Regions from separate parts of the Mus musculus genome. Here region 1 is linked to region 2. The links are chromatin contacts, called in public promoter capture Hi-C maps. All regions are on one chromosome and are shown on one strand. The core of a region is the stretch at or near the end of the contact, and the rest is flanking DNA. Distances in the headings are between cores, read along the strand shown. Region 1 overlaps 2700097O09Rik (RIKEN cDNA 2700097O09 gene). Region 2 overlaps Baz1a (bromodomain adjacent to zinc finger domain 1A).

Region 1 (5,853 bases), core at 3,336-5,835, 96 kb after region 2:
GTAGTCTCTATGAATGAATATATGAAAAAAGCTGTTTTTATTTTTACTTAAAGTCAGGGTCACATAATGGAGCCCTGCCTGGTCTGGAACTCAGAGATCTGCTTGCCTCTTGGATCCTAGTGCTGGGGTTAAAGGCATGCGCTACCACACCCATCTAAATATAGATCCCACCCTGCCCCCACAATTCACCAACAGCTTTCAACATTTTTTCAGCATTTGAAATCTATAAATCTCCAAAGTGTTTAACATTATTTTTCTCTCAGTGCCTCATTAGTATACCAGTGACGATATACTCGTCAACAATTATATGTTTTTCTTATCTGCAAGTAAGTTTAAAAGTAAAAAAGCTGCTGATGTGGTGATAAATGCCTGTCCTGTCAGCATCAGGAGGCAGAGGCAAGAGGAATTCAAGTTCAAGGCCAGTGTGGGCTGCACAGAGAAGTGATCAGACAGTTGCTACCTTCTCCACCAGCTGGAGAGTGAGATAACTCCAGGAACCTGTTAGAGGGTCCTTCCTCAGGGACACTGTTAGAGGATGTAGCTTAGAGATAGAGCACCTGCCTAGCATGTACCAGGCCGTGGGCAAAGCAAAAAAGCAAACACAGAATTAGCTAGTTTTGAAGGTTAATATTCTCATCCTCTCTGTTAAGCCTTGGTTACTCCATACTGTTTTATGATCGGTGTGATGGCTAGTGTTAACGGTCAATTTGACAGAATCTGAAACAGCTGAGAAGAGGGGCTAGGGGCTAGCTGTTAGGGTGTTATTTTGGTCAGATTAACTGAAGAGACTGGGCTAATTAGCATGCATTTACTCTCTGCTTCCCATTCCTGAGTGTGGATCCACTACCCATCATCAGACAAAAGGCACTGAGCACCCAAATAGCCTTTCTCCCTTACCTTGCCTTTGTCAGGCTTTACCACAGCATCAGGAGAGGAAACTAAGACAAGAGATTAGCACAATGACAGCAAAGAACAGTACCAAACCCCTGGGAGCTATTTAACTGTACCCTAAGTGGATGTGGGAGTCATGCTACCATTTTAGATCCACCCAAAAGTCCATATTACAGGGCGCGCTGAGATGGCTCAGAGGGTGGTTTACATAAAGCCCGATGACCCAAGTTTGATACCCAGAACACATATGGTGGACAGAAGTGACTTTTTTCTTTTGTTTTTTCGAGACAGGGTTTCTCTGTGTAGCCCTGGCTGTCCTGGAACTCACTTTGTAGACCAGGCTGGCCTCGAACTCAGAAATCCGCCTGCCTCTGCCTCCCAAGTGCTGGATTAAAGGCGTGCGTCACCATGCCTGGCTCAGAAGAGACTCTTACACATTTCTTCTACACACCCACTCTGATGAGCACAAATAGATACATGTAAACTTAAAAAATTTAATACATTTTACAAAATCAAGTGTCAAAATTTTGCATTTAATCTGTTTCCTTATTAAAATAAGTTGATATCATGTACAAATGTGCCAAAGAAAAAATAAAAATATTAATAAAATCAAGTTGAGCACTGGATGGTAGTGACAGGCTTAAGTTTGAGGCCAGCCTGGTCTACAGAGTGAGTTCTAGGACAGCCAGGGCTACACAGAGAAACCCTGTTTTAAACAAACGAAAACAAAAAACAAAAACAACAAAAAACCAAGTTGAGTTTGTCATTTTAAAATTAGCATGAAAACATTTCTACCTTATACCAATCTTTTTTCATACCTTGCTGGATATATTTTAATAACAGTTTTCTTGCTTCAGTAAATAACCTACCTGGCCTGTTGAGCCTCAGTAAGAAAATATTCGAAGACATTATTCATTACAATGACATCAGCAGTTTGCAGAAGGGAACTCTGGGTACAGATGTCTGCATGAAGCACCTAAAGAACGAGTATAGCATGTAAGATGTAAGAGGACGACGAGAACAGCAGAGCGAGCACGCAGCCACACAGGAGATGCCTGCTGGCCTGCGATGCTGTGAGGACCACAGAGATACTTGTTATCTAGTAAAACCCAGAAGCTTGCAGAGAAGATTTGCTTTAAATGGAATTATTTGTTTTGTTATAATTGTGTCCCCCACTTGCTGGTTATTAATTTTTAATGGAGTTTAGAGATTTTTTTCCATTATAATTACATTGTTAGGTTTAAGAGTCAAAAGATCCAGGTTTCAATTATGGCTCTGTCCAACTAGATTTGTACTCTTGGGTAGTTAATTTCTTTTTTTATAGTGGTTATCAGTCCTGATGATACAATATAAAAATTATGGCTCAACGGTTAAGAGCATTTACTGCTCTTACAGAGAAATGGGGTTTGGCTCCCAGCACCCACAAGGCAGCTAACAGCTGTCTATAACTCCAGTTCCAGGGGATCCAATGCCCTCTTCTTAACTCAGCTGGCACCAGGCACATATGTGATACACACACATCCATGGCAGGCAAAACACTCAAAACACATAAAATAAAATATAATCTTAAAAAACACCCACACCTCTCAAAATCCTTTAGAGTAAATTATAAACTGTCAAATCTTTCAAATATTAATATGTCTTATGCTAACTTGATTCTAACACTCACCTGAATGTTATTACCTGCTGAAAACGTAAGCAAAACAATTGATTTAAACCCTACATAGGGCTGAAGAGCTGGCTCAGCACTTAAGAGCACTGAGGTCTTCCAGAGGACACAGGTTCAATTACCAGCACCCACAGGGCAGCTTACGACCTTCTGTAACTCCAGTCTCAGGGGAACCAATGCCCTCCTCCGATTTCTGTGGTCTCTAGGCACCACATATGGTGCAGACATATGAGCAGGCAAAACACACACATAAAATAAAATAAATAAATCTTAAAAAAAACCTATATAACTCAAAAATGTGACATAACCATAATTAAGGCTTCGAAGACCACAGGGACAATAGCAAGAAAATACACTTATTTGATCAGGAGTAAAAAAATAGATTTTACTTTGAAACAGAAAAAATGTTTATGAGTTATTTTCAAATAAATACTCAAGCATTACAAATATGTAATATGCAAGGTGTTATATGGTCTGGTTTTAAGAAACATTCTTTCTTTTAAATAATAAACATTCTACACTTAAAAGAAATTCACTTGGCCTAGAACCTTTAAAGACAGTTTTGACACAATCATCAATAAAAAGAAAGACAGCTGGGCCAGAGAGACAGCTCAGAGGCTAAGTCCGGCTCTTGTCACTAACAACCCAGTTAATAATTGCAGACATTATAAACATGCAGCCTAGCTATGCAACAGATATGTGAACTAGTCAGTAGTTTTATCTTCATTCTTCTTTTTTCTTTCCCATCTGTCTTCATATTTTTCTTCCTGTATTTCTACTACACAGACTGGGGAAAGAAGAATCTGAAGGCTCAGTTAATCAAGGCAGCCAACACAAATCTCTCAGGGTTCCAGGGCGGCCTCTGGACTGATGGCAGTACAGAAGTCATAAAACAATCACACTCAAGCAAAATGTAGGGGTACCTCTTTTCTATGCAAGATACTGTAGAGGGAGACAAACCAGGTTAAAAGAGATACAGTATCTGTGCTCAAATGTGTGACACTGGAGTAATGTGACAAACACTCCAAAACAACTGTCCTAACTCCCCAGTGCTATCAGAGGAGTGAGCAGAGAGCAAGGATAGGAAGAGGGAAAGCCCAGTGCCAGCCTGGAGGAGAGGGATGGGAGGGAGGCTGGGAGACAGGACAGCAGAGCAAACACACAGGCAACACACACACACACACACACACACACACACACACGAAATTGAAAAAACAAACAAACAAACAAACAAACAAATGCAAAGAATTCGCCTGAAAGGGAAGATAGGTTTCAACATATACTATTTAAAATAACTACAGAAACCGTGTTTGTTGATTTTAAGAGCCTTCAATCCAGTATTTATCTACAACTTCGGGGGAGGGGGTGTAGCCATAGGGTGGTATAAAAAGGCCCTGAGCTTGAGGCCACACTGGAGAAAAAAAAAACAAACAAACAAACCAAGTTTCTCACCAAAAAGTTACTGAAGGTAGCCATGAAGTTACATGTCAGAAAAAAATTACATGGGTGTGTACTGAAATAATTTATTTTGAAAAGTAATAAAAGAATTCATAAAAATATAAATAAACATTTTATACATCTTTATCATATTAAAAAACAGAAGCAAGCACTTTATTATTATTCTTTATTAAGTATGATTCTTCAGAGGTCTTAATTTTTGTTTTTGTTTTTTGAGACAGTTTCTCTGTATAACCCTGGTTGTCCTAGAACTTGTTCTGTAGTCCAGGTTGGCCTTGAACTCACAGACATCCACTTGCCTCTGCTTCTGAGTTGGAGTCATAGACAGTTAGTTGTTGCTGTGTGTGTGCTGGGAATTGAACCTGAGTCCTTTGCAATGCTCTTAACTGCTGAGCTATCTCTCCCGCTCCCAATGAGTTCTTAATTTTTAAATCTCAATCTTCAACTTAATAGAAATTCCTATTAAGTATGTGATTATTACATAAGAGCAGTTTGAGGCCAGTCTGGTGCACACAGTGAGTTCCATGCCAGCTAGGCTAAAGAAAAGAAAACCCATGAATTTTGTTTGTAGTTCTAGGGCCTGAATCCAGTATGTTGGGCATGGCAGAAAAGTATCCTACCACCAGCCTTACCCCGACCCCATAAACTTATTACCAGATAATGTATTTATGCTGATCACTTATCTCTACTTTTTTTTTTTTTTTTTTTTTTTTTTTTGAGACAGGATTTCTCTGTGTAGCCCTGGGTTCTGGAACCCACTCTATAGACCAGGCTGGCCTTGAACTCAGAAATCCGCCTGCCTCTGCCTCCCAAGTGCTGGGATTAAAGGCATGTGCCACCACTGCCTGGCTTATCTCTACATTTCTAAAATGAGGGTGGGGAAAAGAAACACTGTGGGAATATAAAATAACCTTTATCAGAAAGATGAAGTTTTCATCCTTCAACTTTTAAAACATTTCCATGTCCGTGTGCCTGCTTGTTTGTCTGCACACCATGTGCAGGTGCCTGTGGGGACCAGAAGAGCATGCTGGATCAGCTCAGGAGCAGCTGATCTTACAAGCACTGTGAACACTGGATGTGGGCTCTGGGAGCCCTACCTGGGCCAGCTGTGAGAGCAGCAGACCCTCTTACCTGCTGCTGAGCATCTCTCCAGCCCCCTGACCTTTAACTCACTGAGTTTTTCCAATGTTATGCTGTCCTTAACATCAGAGATTGCTAATATTTTCTGCATTGCCATGAGGAACATAGAAGGATCTTAGTGCAATTTCAAGGATCACTGCATTAGAAAACAGAACCCTCCAAAAAACCAAAACCCCAAATCTTTTATCTTGTTACTTTTTTTTACAGAAGAAAGGGGAACCCTGTTCTAGCCTAAGAGAAGCATCTTTCCCTAATGACCACTATCCTGTGACATTTACAACAGCTCCTAGTTGACAAGATAAGCAACCATGAGGGGTGCAAGCCCTTCAATTTCCAGTTTAATAAAATACACTGGCAGCCAGCCTTGGAGAGTTATTTACAGTTCCGTTACCCAAACCGTCTGACAGGAAGAAAACAGAGGAAACACTCACTAGTAAGAGAGCCGGTCAACTCAGTGCATTCCCACACAGTAGCCGTACTGTGAGAATACAGAAGCAGTTAGGAAAGAGTCATAGAAGTAATAAAAAAATATGGTAAAGGTACCTTTATTCTGTCACCGAACTGGTATTTCTTTATGATCATTTCCTGCAACTGGCAAAATTGTCCATTCAGCTCTACCCCACAGAGCTGCACTGCTGAGCTGTAAAGGTAACCCTGAAATGGGAAGACACGGCCTGTCACAAAATAGTCAGCTC
Region 2 (6,262 bases), core at 3,141-5,640:
GATTCTGCCTTCAGATACAAACTGCAACGCTCTGCTCCCAGCCCTGGTAACCCACTTCTCAGATAGCCAAGTGTGAGAACTATGCTTTCAGAACCTACAAGCCAATTCTCTTACATCTTCTTCTCTCTCCACCATCCACAAATATATTTTCTATCTGGAGAACTGTGATTAATACAATTATTTATCTTTTTAAATCTAGTGGGGCTAAGTTGTCTTTTAGGAATTGTATTTGAGACAATTTCAATATATATATGAGGCTAGCCTCAAACTTTTGATTCTTCTGTTTCAGTGTCTGGAGTACTTGGGCACATGCAATGTGCCACCAAACCCAGTCAATTATACTCTTAACTAAAGTAACTGCTTAGAAAAAAAATTAAAGCTGGGCGTGGTGGCACACGCCTTTAATCCCAGCACTTGGGAGGCAGAGGCAGGTGGATTTCTGAGTTCGAGGCCAGCCTGGTCTACAGAGTGAGTTCCAGGACAGCCAGAGCTACACAGAGAAACCCTGTCTCGAAAAAACCAAAAAAAAAAAAAAAAAAAGAAAAAAAATTAAATATCAACCAGGGGGGGTGATGGCATATGTCTTTAACCCCAGCTCTTGGGGGCAGAGGCAGGCAGATCTCTGTGACTTTGTGGCCAGCACGGTAAACATTGTCTTAAGAGAGCCAGGGCTACATAGAGAAGCCCTGTGTCAAAAAAAATCAAAAAAATTTTAAAATGAAAGAAAAATCAAGTATTTGTATATGTCATCACCCAGAATGAGTCCTATAGTTCTTCAAAAGTCAATATCTTAAATTCTGTAAGTCTCTTGACCAAATTTTTATTTTTTATCATAAATCTGGAGATTTTCTTTTTAATATCTGGAAATTTTTTCTATTCCCTAATTCTGTAACCACCATTCTGGCATTCCCTTAATTAAAACAAAACAATAACAAACCCCCAAACAAAAAACCTATTATTATAATTGTTATTTTAGAATGCTGGGGTTCATCTCACATGTATTGTACTATAAGACACATTCCCAGTCCTAGTTTGGCTTCCTTTTACTCTGCACAGAACTTCTGGATTGTATGGGACCAATTTCTGACTCCTTTACTAATTAAAATACTACTTAATCCCACTACTATTGTGTCAACTTTCAGTGACAGAAAAAAAATTGTCACTTGCTTTTTTCATAATCCCTCGAGCTCCAACTTCACTTCTAGTATTGAAATCAATCTACACATACAAACCACACACACCACACACACATTAAAAAAGACAAACCATTTCTCAGGTGGCCAGATGTCTACATTGGATAAAATTTCTTCCCCTTTCTGAATTCAACCTTGTATCCCCATGGCATAAGGAAAGAATCTATTCCTGGGAGCTGTCCACTGACCCCATATGTGCGCACACATACACACACACACACACACACACACACACACACACACACACACACACACGCACAATGTGAACATCGAGGCTCGTGCCCATGATCGCATCTCTAGGAAAGCTGAAGCACAAGAAGGGTGAGTTTAATGGCAGCATGAGCTATATACAGATAATCTGTCTCAAAAGGAACTGGACATGATTCATATAATATAGATGAATCTTGAAAACATTATGCTAAATGAAAAGGCCAGGCACCAAATAAAACAAAATATAAGAGTTTATATTAGTTTCTAGAACAAGAAAACTCACAGAGAAAGGAACCAGATGAGTGGATGCCAGGAAGCTAGGGGTGGGGTGGGGGTGGGAGTAGGGGTGGAAGTGGGGTAGTGGAAACCGGTACTGATTGCGACCTCACACAGGTTTCCTTCTGGGTGTTGAAAGTTTTCTAAAATTAGACTGGGTGATGGTTGTACAGCAGTATGTCTTAAAGGCACATTTAACAATGTAACATCTCAGATAGGCTAGTTTTATGAAAAGTAAAATATATATCCAAGCTACTAAAACACTGACAGTTGGGACTAGAGAGATGGGTCAGTGGTTAAGAGCCCTTGCTGTTCTTCTAAAGGATTGGGGTTCAGTTCCTAGCACTCACAGGTCACAACCATCTGTAAAATGGTGCACAGATAGAAATGTAGGCAAAACACTCATAAAATAAATGAAAAATAAATAACAAGAGCCTAGATGCCTAGAGAAAGGCCATGCAGAGAGTCCTCAGTGCACACGGTTCTGAGTTGGTTCCTTTTCCCATCATTGCTTTGCTTTTACACATTGAAGAGGTTTGAACAGGGCTCTCGAGTCACCCTGGATACCCATCGGGTCTGATGTGGAGCCTGACAGCTCGAGCACGAGGCCCTGACCTTGCAGACTCAGGTTTCAGTGTTGCTCCTCAGACCCTCTGCAGGGACCGGGAGGAGCTCTGTGTCCCCACGTTTGCAGATCATCTGCAGATCCGTGGGCAACAGCAAGAGCCAGCGCTGGTGGGATCTCATCCACATTCGTGTGCAGCTCTCAGACAATCAAGGGGAGTCCCGGTAAGAATAGACATATACATCTCTAGCAATGAGCCAATTCCCTGTTCTCTGAAGAAAATGGAAGGTTCATGTTAAAATGTTAGAGACTGTGCTATTCATTTGCATATCTCGTTCAATGAACAAGGCTGTGCATGGGATGGGGTGTGTGTGTGAGTGAGTGTATCTGAATTCACAGGACTATTCATTTGCCAGCTCTTCTCCTGGGGGGGATTATTATATATGGCGGGGAGGAAGAAGCTGGCTCACAGGTTAACAGTGCACACTGCTCTTACGGTAGACCTGAGTTCAGTTCCTAGCACTGACATCAGCGGGCTCACAGGTGCCTGTAACTCAAGCTCCAGTGGAATCTGACATCTCTGTCCTCTACTGACACCCGAATTCATGTACACAAACCCACATGCACATATGGAATTTAAAATAATAACTATAAATCTAAAATCAATCAATCAATCTTTTTAAAGGGCTGGAGAGGTCAGCAGTTAAGAGCATTCACTGCTCTGGCAGAGGACCTGATTGCAATCCCAGCACCCACATCAGGAGGCTCACAGCTGCCTGTATTTCCTGCTCTAAGGAGATCCAACACCTCAGGCATCTAATCCATGTGCACACACGCTCACCCAGATATGCACACATAATTCTTTTAAAAATTCAAAATCATAATCACTGAGCCATCTCAATATTTAAGGGCAGTTGCTGCTCCTGCAGAGGACTAAGGCTCAGTTCCCGGGTCCACATTTCGGCTTCCAATACCACTGCCCATGCACACATAGAGTGCCCACACACACATTCAGCAGTCACGCAAAAAACATAAAAGTGAGTCTTTTAAATGGTTGAAGGATAGAAAATACTTCCTAACTCATTCTAGAAAACCTGAGATAGAATAAATACATGAAGAGTTCTTACAACTGAAAGAAAAATGAACTTTTAAAAAATTAGTAGGTCTGAGTAGACACTTCTCAAAGCTATAAATGGCAAAGAGCATAAAAAGATGCTCTTCTCATCTGTAAAGCACAGAATCAAAACCACAGCAAGTAACAGACCATATCCAGTGAGGTGGCATGTCTCTCAAAAGCAAAATTTTACATTTAACGAGTACTGGTAAGGCTGTAGAGAGATAAGAACTGATGCAGACTGTGGAGAGAATATTTATATCTATCTGTATGGATGTGGCACCTGCCAGTAATAATTCTGATGGTCTATGGCTTAGGCAGGAAGTAGAGATGAGACACCTGGGAGGCAGAAAGGATTCTGGGATAGTGCCAGGCTCGGGAGATTCACCCAGGAAGAAGTGACAAGATGGACCCATGGTACCAGAGCACAGGTAATCAGGCACGTGGCAGAATGTAGATGAGTAAATGGGTTATAATAAGTTATGATCTAGTCAGAGAAGAACCTAGCTATATGGCCAATGTATTTGTAAATATATTTTTGAGTGTGAGTCTTATTTCTGGGAGCATGGGGCTGAGAGGAAGAAGCAAGACCAAACTTCTACAGCAGATGGTATAGAAAACAGCATTTCTATGTCCCCACAAAGTCAAACACAGAATGATCATAGAAACTACCAACTCCACTTAAAAAATTAAAAATTGAAAAAAGAATTTAGATACTTGAACACCAGTGTTTCCAGTAGACAAAGCATGGAATCAACCAAAAAGTCCACTGACAGATAGATAATAAACAAAATGTGGTTATATAAACACAAGAGAATATCCTGACATTAAAAAAATGATATTATAATACATTCTAAATATGAATGGAGCCTGGAAACAGTCAGTGTGATAAGCTACAAAAGGACAAATACTTGAGCTTGCTCACATGCAGTATATAAAACAAGCAAGTTCATCTACAGAAAGTAGAATCAAGGTTACCAGGGGCAGGGGGGAGGGCAGAACGGGAAGTGATTGCCTAAGAGTACAGAGTTTCTGTTTGGAATGATGAAAATGTTCTGGAAACAGTGGTGATAGTTATACAACACCGTGAACACCACTGGATTTCACAATTAACATGATTAAAATGGTAATTTTTTTTTTTTTACACAAAGCATAAAACTGTGCTATTATCCTAGCAGAAAAGCCTGGGGAAAAAATTCAATGAACACACCCACATTGCCAGCAAATAGAAATATCTGCAGGCTGGTTTTCACACTGTCTGACAGATATAAAGCAAAGTTTCTAAATAGGAAAAACTGCAAGAAGCAATATCAAAACTTTTTGGATAGTGGTATAGATCTGGAATTTGGAGACATGAAAGTAATCAGATAGATTTGTTTATTTCCTTCCTTCCTTCTTTCTCTTTTTGACAGGATCTGGCTATTACATTCACTTTCGAAGACTTAAAACTCATATTCAGGCTTCATAATAGTCAGTCTTCAGAGCAATGAAGGAAACTTTTCAGGGAACCTGTGACCAGTAAGTAATACTCTTCCCTAGCAGAGCCCATGCGTTACTGACAATGCTGATGGTGACAGTCAGGAGAGGGAGAATCCTAGCCCACCTAGCACCTAGGTATATTACAGACTGTAAGAGGGAACAGTCTAATCACAACACAGTGTACTGCACTGCAAGAGTGTGAGGTTCTCATCTCCTTAAACCAACAGAAAGAACAATTTCCTGACAGAATTCGGGAGAAGGAAACCAGTACAGTATTGAGATAATGCCTAGAATGTAATACATATTTAATATATCAATTGCATTAGCTATTGTCAATATTGCTATTAGCTATGTACCACACCCAAACCACAGCTATCACTCCTGACTAGGCCTTACTGGGCTCAAAGTCAATTACTCAAAATGCCAAATCAGTATCTAATAGATTTGCACTTCTAGAAATTAGCTTAAATGTCTCTCACATCCACTTGCTACTATTTCTTCATTCCAGAGAATCCAAAGATTATTGAGATACAAAAAAGTTTAAGAGACTCACAAAATAATTATCAGTGGCGATATAGATTTCAAGTCATAATTGTTTTAGAACATGGAAAATTAGCTAACAATCATGACGTAAAAAGTGGCTCCCTAGCACCTCAAGGGCTCCAGCATTGGCTCACGCGAGGGACAAGGGAGAAGCTGATGCAGCTTTACATGAACAGCATTTAGGGGGGAGGGGGCTTAGAGTGACAGAAAATTTCTATGTCCAAACTATATCAATTCCTGTCAATATCCTGCTATTGTTATCATAATTTTGTAAGACATTATCATTGGGAAAAACTTTATTGTCTTACAGCCTCATGTGAAGCAATAATTATCTCAAAACAGTAATTTTAATTGTAAAGTGTTAATAATAAATATAAAAATATTAACTTTGATTACAAGTGTTTATTCCATATATGAGAAATAAATCAGTAAGGGATGAAAATAACTGATATTCTATATGTTACTTTTAGAATAAGCCCAAGTCAAAGGCCAGCCTGGACTACATACATAGTAAGTTGAGGCCAGCCTAGGCAACATAGTAAGACTCTATCTCAAAAAAATAAAAACAGTCTACTAAGAGAGTTCTTGGGAATTGCACCTGCCACCAAGCCTGATAACCTGAGTTTGATCCCAGAATCCACACAGTGGTAGGAGAGAACTAACTCCTACAATTTTCATGTGGGAGGCCTCCCACCCAAATAAGTACATAAATGTAAAAATAAAAGCAACTATCCTGAGTAGTTTTTTAATTAAAATTTATTTTATCAGGCACTGTTAGATGCTTCTAATCCCAGCTACTCCGATACAGAAGGAGTAGTAGGATCGGGAGTTCAATTCTAACCCAGGAAACAAAGCAAGACCTCATTTCATGCACTCCTCTGC

What was found. Capture Hi-C pulls out chosen DNA fragments and counts their contacts.
Region 1: a promoter capture Hi-C map of adipose tissue shows a contact between it and region 2. The contact joins two enhancer-like sites. A contact is called at or near these places in 14 of 484 Hi-C or Micro-C datasets (the 63-12 cell line, B cells, the C2C12 cell line and 10 more), 1 of 115 datasets of contacts at active chromatin or transcription factors (embryonic stem cells) and 3 of 9 other capture datasets (adipose tissue, liver and pancreatic islet).

The regions. Positions count from the first base shown.
Region 1 is chr12:55,051,541-55,057,393 of GRCm38.p6, forward strand. It overlaps 2700097O09Rik (RIKEN cDNA 2700097O09 gene), which reads right to left. Exons shown (of 8, transcript NM_028314.2): 5 at 5,702-5,812; 6 at 1,761-1,867. Among named protein-coding and RNA genes, the nearest start is that of 2700097O09Rik, 26 kb to the right of the region's middle. Within about 2 kb of position 4,586, at least 7 of the 459 cell types and tissues checked have an H3K27ac peak or open chromatin away from gene starts, as enhancers often do. A contact at or near this core is called in adipose tissue, where this site is marked.
Region 2 is chr12:54,955,386-54,961,647 of GRCm38.p6, forward strand. All of the region lies in intron 3 of Baz1a (bromodomain adjacent to zinc finger domain 1A), which reads right to left. Among named protein-coding and RNA genes, the nearest start is that of Gm51983, 13 kb to the right of the region's middle. Within about 2 kb of position 4,391, at least 32 of the 459 cell types and tissues checked have an H3K27ac peak or open chromatin away from gene starts, as enhancers often do. A contact at or near this core is called in adipose tissue, where this site is marked.